Regions from separate parts of the Hordeum vulgare genome. Here region 2 is linked to region 1. Evidence: chromatin contacts called from public Hi-C data. All regions are on one chromosome and are shown on one strand. The core of a region is the stretch at or near the end of the contact, and the rest is flanking DNA. Distances in the headings are between cores, read along the strand shown.

Region 1 (6,760 bases), core at 1,896-4,395:
GTCAACTGAGAGGAAAGTATCCTTATCATTAATAATACCACTCCATAAAGATGCAATACTTTCCTAAAACTGCATGGCAGATTGATGTACATCTTAATATGTTCTAAGTGGCTTATTGAAGCAGAGATGTTATCCTGCAGAACATCTTTTGAAGAACATGCCTATATGAGTCTGATTGTTAACGTCGCAATCTATGAGAGTAGGGTGCTTTCTAGTAAACTCATGAAAGGTCTTGGAGTATGACGCATAAGCTCCACCCGCGGGGAAGTTCTACGGTAGCCTAGTATCGATCAAACCTCTGTGTGAATCTAGTTTTGCAGAAAACTTGCAGTTCAAGGCCTAGTCCACTGTTCAAGTTGCTTACTAGTGTAGCATAGAGTTCTAGGTGGAAGTTCAACTTAACAGTCTCCACTGCAGTATCAGTATATAAAACAGTGTTTTGGAACCAAAGGCAAATTTTTGTGTGCCTCTGGGATCTGGTGGGGGATTGCTGGAATTTTATTCAATTATTTGGGCCAGCCCAATATATAATTCCTAATAAATCCTAGAGGCCCACGCAGCCCATTTGTGCAACGCAAGAGGTGAAAATGTTTAGTCTCATATTGCTAGTTTAGTGGGAGTTGGACCTCCTTATAAGGGAGGATGTTTCCACACATGTATGAGCTTGAGAACAATAGAGACATACACGCGCGCTCCTCCTCCGCCGCCCGCCTCGCCTCGTCACGACGCGCTGCGCCGCGGGTTGCGGGAATGAGTCGAACTAAATTTTTGCCACGCACGACTGGTATTTAAAAGTCCATTCGGAGAAGCTGAATGTTTTGCTAGTGGATATTGAAACCGAACGCTGCAGTTTTGCTTTTGTCTGTTCGTTTCGTATCCCGTCGCTGGTCTCTCGCCTTCTTCTCCTGCGCCTATAAAAGAGAGGCCGCTCCTCTTCAGAAGAACGCATCAGAAGTTCCTCTCGCCACCGGTTCCTTTCTCTGTGCTACTGCTACGTTCTTCCTCATCCCGTCTTGCAGCGTGCACCGTTCGTCGGGACAGTAGGCCTCCGAAACTCCGTCTCTTCGAGTCCTGTACGGGAGAAGGGCGATGAGGTTTTTGGGGAGCGCTCAGCGCGACTACTGGCTTCCATCACGGACACCGACGATTTCTTTCCGAACGACGACTACTTCCCTGACGTCGACCACCTCTCTGGTAACATGGCCAACGACAACGCCAACACCAATCCTGCTGATGCAACTCAGTACGTACTCATGTTCTTCTTCTTTCAGTTTCTATCGCAACTTTTTGCTATAGTATCTCTTCTAGATATGTACCGTGTCTGCTCATCACTTCCTATGGTACCTTGTCTATATAGAACGGTTATGCATATGTTCTTTTCTAGATCATATGTGCACCTGTCTTCTGTCATTTCATCTCTATATTGCATGTCTTCTTCCGTCTTAGTTATGATGGTTAGGTTTATCCTAGATTTTCTTTTAATAAAATCCTTTGGTAAATTGCTCATATTTCCAACAGAATTGACTCCAATGCCAAATATCCAAGACATTGATATTGAGCTTCAATGTCACACATAGTGTTTGGATGTTCATGTATTGGGCTCCTGGAATTCATACGGAGGAACTATGCCAAATCATGTTTGGATGCACAACGTACGGAATTGGGCATTTAGAAATTTGTGAACACAATTGACTATCCAAATCATGAGAGGGAGGAGGCCGGAGAGGGAGAAGGCCGGAGGCGGAGAGGGAGGAGGCCGGAGAAGGAGAAGGTCGGAGAAGGAGAGAGAGGAGGCCGGAGCCGGAAAGGAAGGAGGCCGGAGCCGGAAAGGGAGGAGGTCGGAGGTGGTGCGGCTGTGGCCGAGGCCAGCATCGATAGTAACCGGCGGCGGCTAGCTAGAATGCGGTGCGACGTGCGAGGGCGCACGGGCGAGGATATGCGGCGCGGCATGGCGCGGGCGAGGAAATCAGCCCAAAACCAAGCTCACGACCAAAGAATTCAAGAAAAGGGTGCAAAGCGTTTGCTCACTGCGCCGAATATCGAGCTTCAATGCCACGGTCCAATATCTAGACCACCTAAACTGTGGTATTCGGGCTAACGAATGCCAATACCGAATTCCATGGCTCAATGTTTACATCCAAACACACGGAAAGACATTTACCCTATAATAAGAGAACCACATTGGATCAAAGGTTGTGCCGAGAGGTCAAAGCGTACATCCCTTATTAATCCTGCACTAATGGCGTCCACGGCAGCAATGCACCAGCCAGCACAGCGGACGGAAGCGCCGCTGACATCGCCCCGATGACTCTACTATAATCTCGTGGATAACTAACAAACCAACGACGGACGTACCTTCCTCCCTGCCACTGCCAGCCCGAGAGAAACGACCATCTCCACGGTCAGCGCGAGGAAGAGTCGCCAACGACGCACCTAGTGATATCCACGACAGCCCGCTCCCGGTTGTTGCTCTTTCCACACAAATTCCCTTCCCATTAATTAACTATCATAGTAATACGTACGTACTCCTACATACAACCAACAAATGACGACCGGTACACGCACCCGTCTACGTAGCCCCGAGCACACATTCCTTATACATCACCCCGCTTTTACTACCACCAGTGTTTAATCAGCTAGACAGACTACCATTAGTGCACAAAATATTCCGTACGCACGCACGCACGCACGCTCGAGCAGCTAATCTCGCCACGGTACGTACAGTGGGACGGCGCTAGCGTGTGGGGCCATTGCGCACGAGGCGAAAACCAAAGTGGCGTGTCCGACGCGGGCAAGCCGGAGGAGAAACAAGCCCGCAAGCAACCGCAACCCAACCAAGGGCAAGAGGCGGTGCACCTAGCTAGAATAGCTAGCGGAACCCGCACCGCACCACACCACACGCGCGTAGCCGCAGCAGACGTGCCGCCGCTTGGCGCGCGCGCTGCTAATCACCACGTTCCCGCCTGGAGCGATCCATCCATCGGCCGAGAGGGACGGGTCGGGGCACGGCGAATCGCCCAAGTGGGGCCGGGCAAGCGAAGGGAAGGGAAGGTGGCTGCGATGATACGGCTCCAGCGCGAGGAAAAAGGATTTTGATTTGAACGCAACGCAATGGAATACAACCAGAGGTAGGTCGATCGTGTAGTCGTATGGCCATTGGAAACTATATGGGGCTCTAGAAAAGGTCATGCAGCTGTCATCCCACCCCGGGAACGAACCATCTCTTCCAGCGCACGGCCGCCCCCTTCCCTTCCCTCCCCTCCCAGCTGTGATATCCTCCTCCTCCTCCCGCCCCATCTCTTCCGAGGCGCGGAGGCTGGGTTATGGAAGAGCAGCTTTCCGCCGGGATCGAGCGAGTAGGAGGGGTAGTAGTCGTCAGGTGCAAGGGAGGCTGCCGGATCGGGCCGAACCGGCCCGGCCGAAACCACTAGGCTGACCGCGGACCGATCGGGTAAAGTCTCCCGCAGAGTCCAGGGTAGCTCAGCTATCCCTCCACAGTTTTGTTTCATCCCGGCAAAATACTTTGGCGACTCCTCCCTCCATCCATCCACAAGACCGGAACAGCGAGGACCGCGGGCGAACAAGGGGTCGACTCCGTCGCGCGGTTGCGTCCTTGCTAGCTACAGCTAGAGCCTAGAAGAGATGGCGGCGACGGCGGCGGCATCGTCGTCGTCCCCCGCGGGCGGCGCCTCGTCGCCGGCCCAGGCGCCGGGTGGCGGAGGAGGTGGAGGTGGAGGTGGTGGTGGAGGCGGCGGGGTGCCGTACCACCGGTCGCGGTTCGGCGACACGACGCTGACCAAGGTGTTCGTGGGCGGGCTGGCGTGGGAGACGCCGTCCGCGGGGCTGCACGACCACTTCCGGGAGTACGGCGAGATACTCGAGGCCGTCGTCATCACCGATCGAGAGACCGGCCGATCCAAGGGCTACGGATTCGTACGCCCTCCCCTTCCCCTCCCTCTCGCCGATACGCACACGCCATCGCCGGCGATCTGTTGGTCTCATCTTCTGTATCTTCTGTATCTGTGTGTGTGCAGGTGACGTTCCGGGACCCGGAGTCGGCGCAGCAGGCGGTGCAGAACCCGAACCCGATGATCGCCGGCCGGCGCGCCAACTGCAACATTGCGTCCATGGGCCCGCCGCGGCCGTCGCCCCAGAGAGGTGAGCAACAGCGAAGAAGAAAAAAACACCGAATCAATGCCCTCTCCTTTATATTTTCCTCTCCCTCCCTTCCGTTTGCTCGCGCATGTGCATGGCAGTAATAACGGCGACATGATCAGCGGCGATCCGCCGTACGCGACTACTAGCAGGATAAGCTTGATTGATTAGGGCACGCGTATTTCCTTCTCCTTCCTCCTCCTCCTTGCGTGCGTGTTAGCCAGCGGGTTATGATAAGGGAGGAGGATCCCATTAACGCCGCGTTGATGGGCGGGGCCCAGCTCCAGCTGCTAAAAGCTTTAAAAGACTGGGGCGCCAGCCCAGACGAAGCAGGACGACGACTTGGAGCACTTTGGTCTCTGCATTGGGAGGGGAGGGGCGGCATGCTCCGGCTGTCAGACATGCACACTCATGTGGCCGACCCAGCCTGGCCTCTGCATTCAGTTACTGCAACTGTATCTATCAGTTACCACTCCGGCCTCCACAAATATGGCCCTTCTTCAGTTGGAGATATGACTACGATTTTGATACAATTAGAGTATCGTATTTATAATTTCATGGTTAGGAACCAATTAAGGTTTTTTGGTTGATGGAGGAGGGAGTAGTGGGAGAATCAATCAATGGTGGTTATGATCGACGGGTCTGAGCTTGCATTTTGCTGTTGCTGCGCATTGGGAAAGAATTACAAGCTTACGAAGCGTTCCAGCGGGGATGCGGTGTAAAGCGGGGCGGTGCATGTTAGTTCATCGCTGGAGAAGAGAATCGGGAATCAGTCCACTTTGCCTTTCTGGTCAAAATCAGGGCACGGCATCGGAAAAGAGTTCCGTTGCATATACTAGTCTCCTACTTAGCCTTTGACAGGGTTTCAGTCTGGTGGTTGCCATGTCAACGAGCCTAGCTAGGGGACGCTGCTGCATGTTGCTGCTTGGATTGCTTCAACTCGTTGCGCTTTTTGCTTGAATTGGTCGCTCGTGATATTCATATTTATCTGGTGTTACTTTATTGATTTGGGATTTTGGGTCGTGCTTTCCAAATGATTGGGTGAACGCCGGCGTTGCGCTGAACTTTTTCTCATCCGTTTTTTTCATGATAAAACAATTGACTATTCCCCCCTGCAAAGATTAATGTTGAGCTTGCATTATGTCTTATTTAGTATTTTCACAAATCTTATGGTTAGGGTGCAGTACAGCGCACGGGTACCAGACTGGAGTAGGTTGTAGTGCAAGCTAGCTAAGAAAAGTCTTGAATTATTTGACACCGCGCCAATCTACGCAATGTGTACATAAAAAAAACCCTCCACAGTTCCTCCATCATTATTCTCGGGGAAGATTATTTTCTTTAAAAAAAAAAGGATTGGCCAAAATGCAGGCAGAGGAACACATCTGGTTCTGGTGTCCTTTTCCCTTTCATGAAAATCGAAAGGTTTCTGCTAGGCAACCAACACACCTTCGAAAAGATATACACGAGCGTAGGAAATCACCCATCCATGATCAATCCAGCATGCATGTGTGTCCCGGTCCAACGTAGTAGGAGGGCACATGGCATTTCCCTCCCGGTGCAACTGCATAGTCCGTCCATCCAACTGTTTTGCAACGCCTGGCCGCGTGGCCCCCCCCCTGCCCTGCCCTCATGTCCTGCCTGCAAATACATGCGTGATCTGCTACCTCTTCACGGCACATTTATTTGTTTGTTTGCTTGGGCGCGAGTCGCTTCCTCTGCAGCCCAACAATGGTGTGACATGCCTAAATTATTTTGTTTGTGTGCCTGCAGGTAGGGCCCCGCGCGGGCCGGATCAGCAGCCCTCCTCGGGCCCACCGCCATACATGGGCGGCAGGATGCACCAGCAGATGCCCACCCCGCCTCACGCCATGTTCTACCACCCTTCACAGTACGGGTGAGTGCCGATACCATATCCCCCATGTACTCCTGTCCGCTGTATGTATCATTGCCAGTTCCGCTTTAAAATCGCAATGCATCGTCGTATCGTACAGTGCACATCGTGGGTGACCTGGGTGCACTGCAGGTTCAGAACCATCACTTGAGTAGGGATAAGACTTTCTGTTAATCACCCAGTTTCCTAATAAGATTTTGTCAACCTGTGCCAATGCATCGTTGTATAGCACCTTATTATATAGGAGCATTTAATAACTTAAGCGACTACTAACCCAATGTATTGTTTCTTAAAAATTATCTCTATATTTAATGATTTGGTTATTAAACATTTTTACCTATGATGACGTGTAAATGTTGTATCTTAGGTATTAAGGCACAATCCTATTTTCTTTCAACATTAACTAGTATAACACATCAGCAAAACGTTTATGAACCTTAAGGAATGGTATCGCCACATGTAATTTCTCAATCACTAAGTTGAAAAAAAGATCAGACAGAGATGGGTACAAAGCATCGGCTTGGTAGTGACGGGCCCATGTCATAGTGGTTGCATTTTTCGTGGTTCAGAGGCACGCTGATCCCGAGGTAAATAGTTTTTGTTTGATACGGTGGGGGTGTGATACGCCAGACTACGACCGATCCGTTAGCCGAAGTGAAGAACCAACCTAGACGTTGCCGGCTGCACTCTTGTGGTTCAGAGACATTCATATCC
Region 2 (6,760 bases), core at 2,902-5,401, 140 kb before region 1:
GATTAGGTTATCTTGATAGCAGAATTTTGCGAGGGCTCAATGCTTGCGATGAGCATGGTACGAATGGAAAGAACCCACCAGGGCATGGGTGCATTTGGGCGACCCTTGTGACAACACCGACATGGATCACTTATATGCGGCCACAACCATTACCGGTGGGGATGGCCGCTTGGCCAAGTTTTGCCATTTTCCATGGATAAATGGGAAAAACCAAAGGATATTGCCTCATCGATTTTTCAACTCTCCAATAGAAATAAAACTCCAACGTGCATTATCATTGATACTTGTGATATGCATTGCTTTTTCCATGAAGAGGAACGGGTGATGCAACACAGTATAGATAAGGATTTCCCTCAGTAGAGAACCAAGGTTTTTGAAACCATAGGAGTAACAACCAGCCCCCGTCTTCACCGATTGCAAATAAAGAAGCAAACACTTGCACCCAACGTGGGCAAGAGGGTTGTCAATCCCCTTGAACTCATTATTTGGGAGCAAGTAAAGTGTGTAGATGAAAGTTGATAAATGCAAAGTAAATAAAGGCAGCAAGGTAATTGTAGCATTTGTAAACTTATATGTGAATAGACCCACGGGTCGTAGTTTTACCTAATGGCATCTCTCATGTAGTAGGTATACGATGGGTAAACAAATTACTGTTGGGCAATTAATAAAAAAGCGCATAGTTATGTGATATTCACGGAAATGATCATGTATATATAGGCATCACGTCCATAAGAAAATATGTTGACTCCTGCCTACACCTATTACTATTACTCCACCCATCAACCGCTGTCCACCTTGAATCTAGAGTATTTAGTAAAACAGAGTAATGCTTGGAGAACAATGACATGATGTAGACAAAGAGAACTCAATCAATATGAATTAACCACATCGTTTTATCCTTAGTGGCAATAATACAAAGATGTGTCCTTGTCCCTTTCTGCCACTCGGATATAGAACTCCACCAGATTGAACCCACTACAATGTACACCTCTCTCTGAAGAAATATGAATCTAGTTGGCCAAACTATTTCAATAGATTAGAGAGATTTATGAAGCTATTATAATCATGCAAATAAGAATCATAATAGAATTCACAGGAGACTCAAATCTTTATCACGAGTAATTTGAACATAAACCCATAATTCATCAGATCCCAACAAACACACCGCACAAAAGAATTACATCTGATACATCAAAGCAAAGATGCGATGATCATTGTTTTGAAGATCAAGTGAGAGAGATAGCCATCTAGGTACTAACTACGGACCGGTAGATCTGTGGTAAACTACTCACACATCACCATGGGAGCAGCAAGGTTGATGTAGAAGCCCTCCATGATCAATCCCCCTCCGACACGGCACTCGAACAGAGCTCCAGATGGGCACACTGCGGAACAATGACTTGCACGACGGAAAAAGTGTTTCTGGTGGCTCCCTAGGATTTTTGGGATATTTCAGAATTTATAGGTTGGATAGGTATGTCGAGAGGCGTCTGAGAGGGCCACCACACAATATCACGCAGTCACCCCCCGGGCGCTCCCTGATGTGTGGTGCCTCCCTCGTGAGGCCTTCGGTTCCCCCCCCCCCCCCCCCGAAGCTTCCAGGTCTTCTTTTGGTCCGGCAAAAATCATCAAAAAGTTTTGGGGCAATTGGACTTCGTTTGATACTGTAAACCTGAAAAGCCAAAAACATGCAGAAAACAACAACTCGCACTGGGCACTGGGTTAATAGGTTAGTGCTCAAAGATAAGTTTAATTGGTATATAAACACCCGAAAAGCATCCTAGAACGATAATATTATAGCATAAAACAATCAAAAACTATAGATACGTTGGAGACGTATCAATGCCCTCCTTGACCTTGCTTGGATTACTAGGATCAACATTTCTGAGGGCCTCTCGATCAATCATTTGCATCAGTTGTATGCTCCGTGGGCTCTTCTTGACCCTATCCATTTGCAAGAGCATTTCCATGATGATATTTCATGGAACCTCACTACCAACCAAGTCTACTTGGCGATCTCTCCATACAACACGCAATTTGAGGGGCAATTCCTACCATCATGGTTCCTGCGATGTGGAGCAATTGGGCACCACCGAAGTGCATTTTTTGCGTGGCTTGTCATAAAAAATAGGGTGTGGACGGCCGACCGCTTGCAAAAGCGAGGATGACCCAACTATGGATTGTGTCAACTATGTAAGAGAGAGCGTGAGTCTGGAGACACATTCTCTTCAATTGTAGATATTTCCTGAGAATTTCGGTGGCTGTCCAAGCATCGGTCGATGTGCCTGAATTAACATTGCGACTTTGGGAGGCATCCGCACTATTCGGACATCGACGGTTCTTACACATGGACACATAAGGAAGGCCATTTCATCACTTATCATGCTTGTCACATGGGAGATATGGAACGAGCGAAACACTAGAGTTTTTTTGCAGTAATTGGACCATGCCTGCTTTACTAGTAGACAACATCAAAGAGGAGGCAAAGAATTGGGGCCTTGCAAGGGCTAAACATTTCTATGCTTGCGAGAGTAGACTTTTTCTCTTTCATTTGTTGAGATGTAATGGACCTTCTTGAACTTTATTTGACTCTCCTTCTATATCAATAAGATGCGACAAAGCTTTTTCCTCCATTTAAAAAAAGACATGTTTACCATGTCTAAAATTATGACGTCAGATTTTTTACTCTTCTGTTCTTTAATGCCTTTAAGCTACACGGGGTAATTTCGAAGATGCACACATGGTTGTCATTTTTCTTTTAGATTTCTGTTAAAGTTTACTTTGTTTTCTAAATCTATACTCTATAGCTAATATTAAAGGGAGGTGCCTTTTCCCGATTTTATGGTCCGTTCACCGCTGAATGAAAATAAATATCAAAGTTGATACTTCATTTTTTTCTGTCTGGTAAAAAAGGAAAAATAGTTTGTCCAGAATTTAGTATGTGGGACGCCTGCTTTGGCCCAACAAAATCAGCCCACTTATTTTTTGCTCACGCATACGGGATTACCCTATTTGCCGCATGATGGTGCAAATAGTTGTAGCTTCTCACCGGGGCTAAGACTAGGCCGACCCATTTTTGTTTTTGTGCTTTTTCTATTTTTTATTTTTCGTTCCTTTCCCTTTCACTTTTCTGGTTCTTTTTTCCTTAAAAGATTATTTTACCTTTTTATGTAAATCCAATATTTTTAAAAACAATTCCAATTTTCAAAATTTGTTTAAGTTTTCAAAAAATAATAGTTCCAAAATTTTCTCCTCATTTTGAAAAATATTCAGAGGTTTATTTTTTTCGTCTCATTTCGTTTTTTTTTCTTCCAAAATTCATAGTTATTATTATTATTTTGAAAAGTTCAAAAGCAATAAATAAAAAATATGAATCTTACACCCAATATGTTCTTAAATATTCGCTAACTGTGGATTAGAAGCACACGTTTGTTCGAATGGCCGACGACATGTGTTCGGGTCTTTGAGGTCGTGGGTTCGACTGTTCTACGCGCCTTTTTCGATTTTTTACTTGTGCCTTAGAAAAACAAGCCATTTCGGTGCCTACCAGTGTGTTGAGAGAGATAAACCCCGATAAAGAAGGGACATTCATGTCTGGTTATGCGTTGATTATGATAATAAAGTGGGATTAGCAATTGATCTGGTTACGCCATAGTACGAGGCAGTGGTCGAAGCAACCATTCCCTGATAGTCACCGGTAACCATCAAATGAGGAGGCAGCAACAACCCCGAGGAGGAGGTGGATCGCGAGGAAAAAAAGACATGAGTTGGATGGTTATGATCCGGAAAAAGACTGCAGCTCCTCGATGTGGAGACCGTTTTTAATTGATACATCAATTATCTCTTATGTTGCTTTTCATAAAAAGAGTTATCTTCCGTTGCAACACCCGGTTATATGTGCTACTCCCTCCGTTTTAAAATATAAGACCTTTTAGAGATTACACTAGGAGACTACATACGGAGCAAAATGAATGAATCTACATTCTAAAATATGTCTATGTACATCCGTATGTAGTTGATAGTGCAATATGTAAAAGGTCTTATATTTAGGAACGGAGAGAGTAGTATTTAAAAAGGGCGACCAGGCTCAAAATCCTCTCGGGAGGATGCACTGCGTGCGATCTGGTACGCACCACGCTACAGCCAGCTGTCCGGCTAGCCGGCAGCATGATGGTAGCGCTAGATACCCGTTGGCGCCAGGAGTCGTACAGACCTGCACAGATTTTGCCGCTGGCTGCCAGCAAATCTTGTAGAGATTCCTTCCCGCGGGCGTACAAACCTTGTAGGGACGACAAAGGAGACGAGGCACATCACAGGGCAGCTAGCAATAGCAAGGCATCGGCCGGCCATACATGCACGCACACCTACGGCCGTGCACGGCTCCGATTCCGGCCGGGCGCCACCGCACGCCAGCGAGCAACACCGGCGATTAAACTACTACGCAGAGAACATATTAAACGGACGGACCGACGGACGCTAGCTGCGAGCTCGTAACGTACCGCAACGAACTTCCCGGGCTGGTCGACAGGGACGCCAGGCTGAGAAAAGAAAACGAGACAAGAGGCCAAACGGGAAGGAGGAGGGAGGGGGCGCGCCAGCGCAGGACGCCACGCTCTCGCACGACATTCGCTGCCCGGCCAGCCAGGACGCACTGATGACGCCCGGGACGGACGACGAAAACCCGAGCCGGATGCGTGTTGGATTACTGTCGCTTTGGTGGAGTGCGTCGTCGTCCCTCTGCTGCGTCTCCAAATCCCACGAGATCGACATCGATCGGCCCGTGGTTGCTTGCTGTTAAAGAAAGGGAGACGAGGTTAGTTAGTGCCTACAGGGAAAAAGGGAGATTTGCCCCCGGCTCATGATTGACGGAGACGGCCGATTCGGCTCCATTGTTAATGCACGATCGACGGCGAGGGAGAACAACGCCCCCTTTTGGGGCGGTTGGGCCCGGCGGCCGAACTGGCGACGGTTGCTTTCGGAGGACATGCTGCGAGCCCTATCCATCTGGATTGAATTTGGATTAATTCTGGATTGTTCCGAGGACAGCTTGGTAATTAGCGGCGAGGATTAGCTTATCTATGAATCTATCCGTTGCTGTCACCCCCCTTGCATATATACTTTGATGTATTTGATTTGATACCTGGCATCATTCCGGGTGCATCTTCTTCTGCGTCACAAGAATTTTGTATGCGTATTGTGATTTTCCGGCAACTTTGATTTTGATATTGTTTTGACGTGAAAGGAAAACTTAACCGAAGTAAACAAAGGGAACTGAAGCAAAGGAAATTATCATTTTGTAAAAAACCTTTTTGACAAAACAGAGCCCTTCCTCCCCCTTTTTTTTCGAGAGTGCATCAATGACGTATCAAATTTTTATAGAAGGTAGGAAAATAATTTACAAGAGGATCATGCACATGCGAACATAGGTAAGATCGAACGCCGCCGCTAACACATAGAGGAATCTAAAACTACTCTCTCGCAAATCTATGCAGATCTCTAGTTGCGGACTTTTTCCAGGCTTCAAGTTCGCTGAAAACTTGTTGCACCAATTGTGTGGGGTTAAGTTGTTGCGCGCTCCTCCTAAACACCCGGGCATTCCTCTGCTTCCTTAGTGACGAGGCAGTGACGATGAAGAGGGAGTTGAAACCTCGTTGTGGTCGCTTGCGGAAGGTGTTCCTCGCCGTATACCACTATTGCACCATCGAGTCCTGCTGGGATGGGATCACGCAGTTCATCCTAAAGATTTGCCAAATCTGATTTCACACCTCCCTCGCGAATGGGCATTGGACCACGATGTGGTCCACATTATCCTCCTATTGGTGACAAGTATAGCACAGCGACGGCTGGTCTTGGAGACTATGTCGTGTCCGGCGATCCGAGGTCCACGCCAGATGTTGCACACCTAACCAAATGAAGATCTTACACTTCAAATGAGCCCAACACTCCCTCACGAAGGTCGCTTCAAAGTAGCTTTGTCCCAAGCAGTCTCTTGTAGGTCGATGTAGACGTGTATGACCCAAAAACATCTCCGGCCAGGAAAAGACATCCGGCCTCCCCTCCTCCTGCTCGACGAAGGAGATGGCCTGTTGCAACATGTATAGATGCATCTGCATAGTGAAGGTCAACCCATCAGGAATGTCGAACTCCCATCTCCTGTCTCCCAGCGCCTGGTGCACCATCCGACAGTTCCTGGTACGCGTTGGGATGACATCCACGATGGATGGGGCGATCTCCGTGGTGGTTCTACCATTGATCCATCTGTCGTGTCAAAAAAGGATCTTCTTGCCATCTCCCACCGAGATAGAGACGAGGCTGTCAAAAATCTCCCTAACATCATCATCCATAATGAGCTTAAGACCCTGCTACGGCCTCTTTGGATCCGTTCTTCCAAGCCATTCCCATCTAACCCTAAGTGCCATCGCGTGGAGCTTAAGATTCTTCACTCCAAGACCACCAAAATAGTATAGCCAACAGATGGAGTTCCACGCAACCAGGTACTAACCACCGTGAGATTTTTCTTTACCTGCCCAGAAGAAGGAGGGGAGCCAGCTATTGATGTCCTCAAAAACCCATTGTGGCGCCTCTAGAATCATAAGGTTGTGGATTGGCCGCACGGCGATGACCAATTTGACCAGAATGAGCCACGCAAGCCTCTGAACAAGTCTCATTTGCCATGCCCGAAGAAAGTTTCACACCTGATCCAGTAGAGGCTGCAACTCCACCGTGGTGAGGGGCGAGATTGCGAGTTGAATGCCCAAGT

Evidence for each region. Hi-C and Micro-C count contacts between places; a contact is called where the count stands out from the background.
Region 2: a contact with region 1 is called in a Hi-C map of seedling, with 5 times the contacts expected there. The contact joins the enhancer-like site here to the promoter of LOC123403375 in region 1. A contact is called at or near these places in 4 of 6 Hi-C or Micro-C datasets (leaf and seedling).

What each region holds. Positions count from the first base shown.
Region 1 is chr6H:515,587,217-515,593,976 of MorexV3_pseudomolecules_assembly, reverse strand. LOC123403375 (probable RNA-binding protein ARP1) reads left to right here and starts at 3,145. Exons shown (of 6, transcript XM_045097315.1): 1 at 3,145-3,933; 2 at 4,035-4,158; 3 at 5,926-6,049. The coding sequence starts at 3,643.
Region 2 is chr6H:515,724,097-515,730,856 of MorexV3_pseudomolecules_assembly, reverse strand. No RefSeq gene overlaps it. Among protein-coding and RNA genes, the nearest start is that of LOC123403375, 140 kb to the right of the region's middle. Within about 2 kb of position 4,151, at least 3 of the 3 cell types and tissues checked have open chromatin away from gene starts, as enhancers often do. A contact at or near this core is called in leaf and seedling, where this site is marked.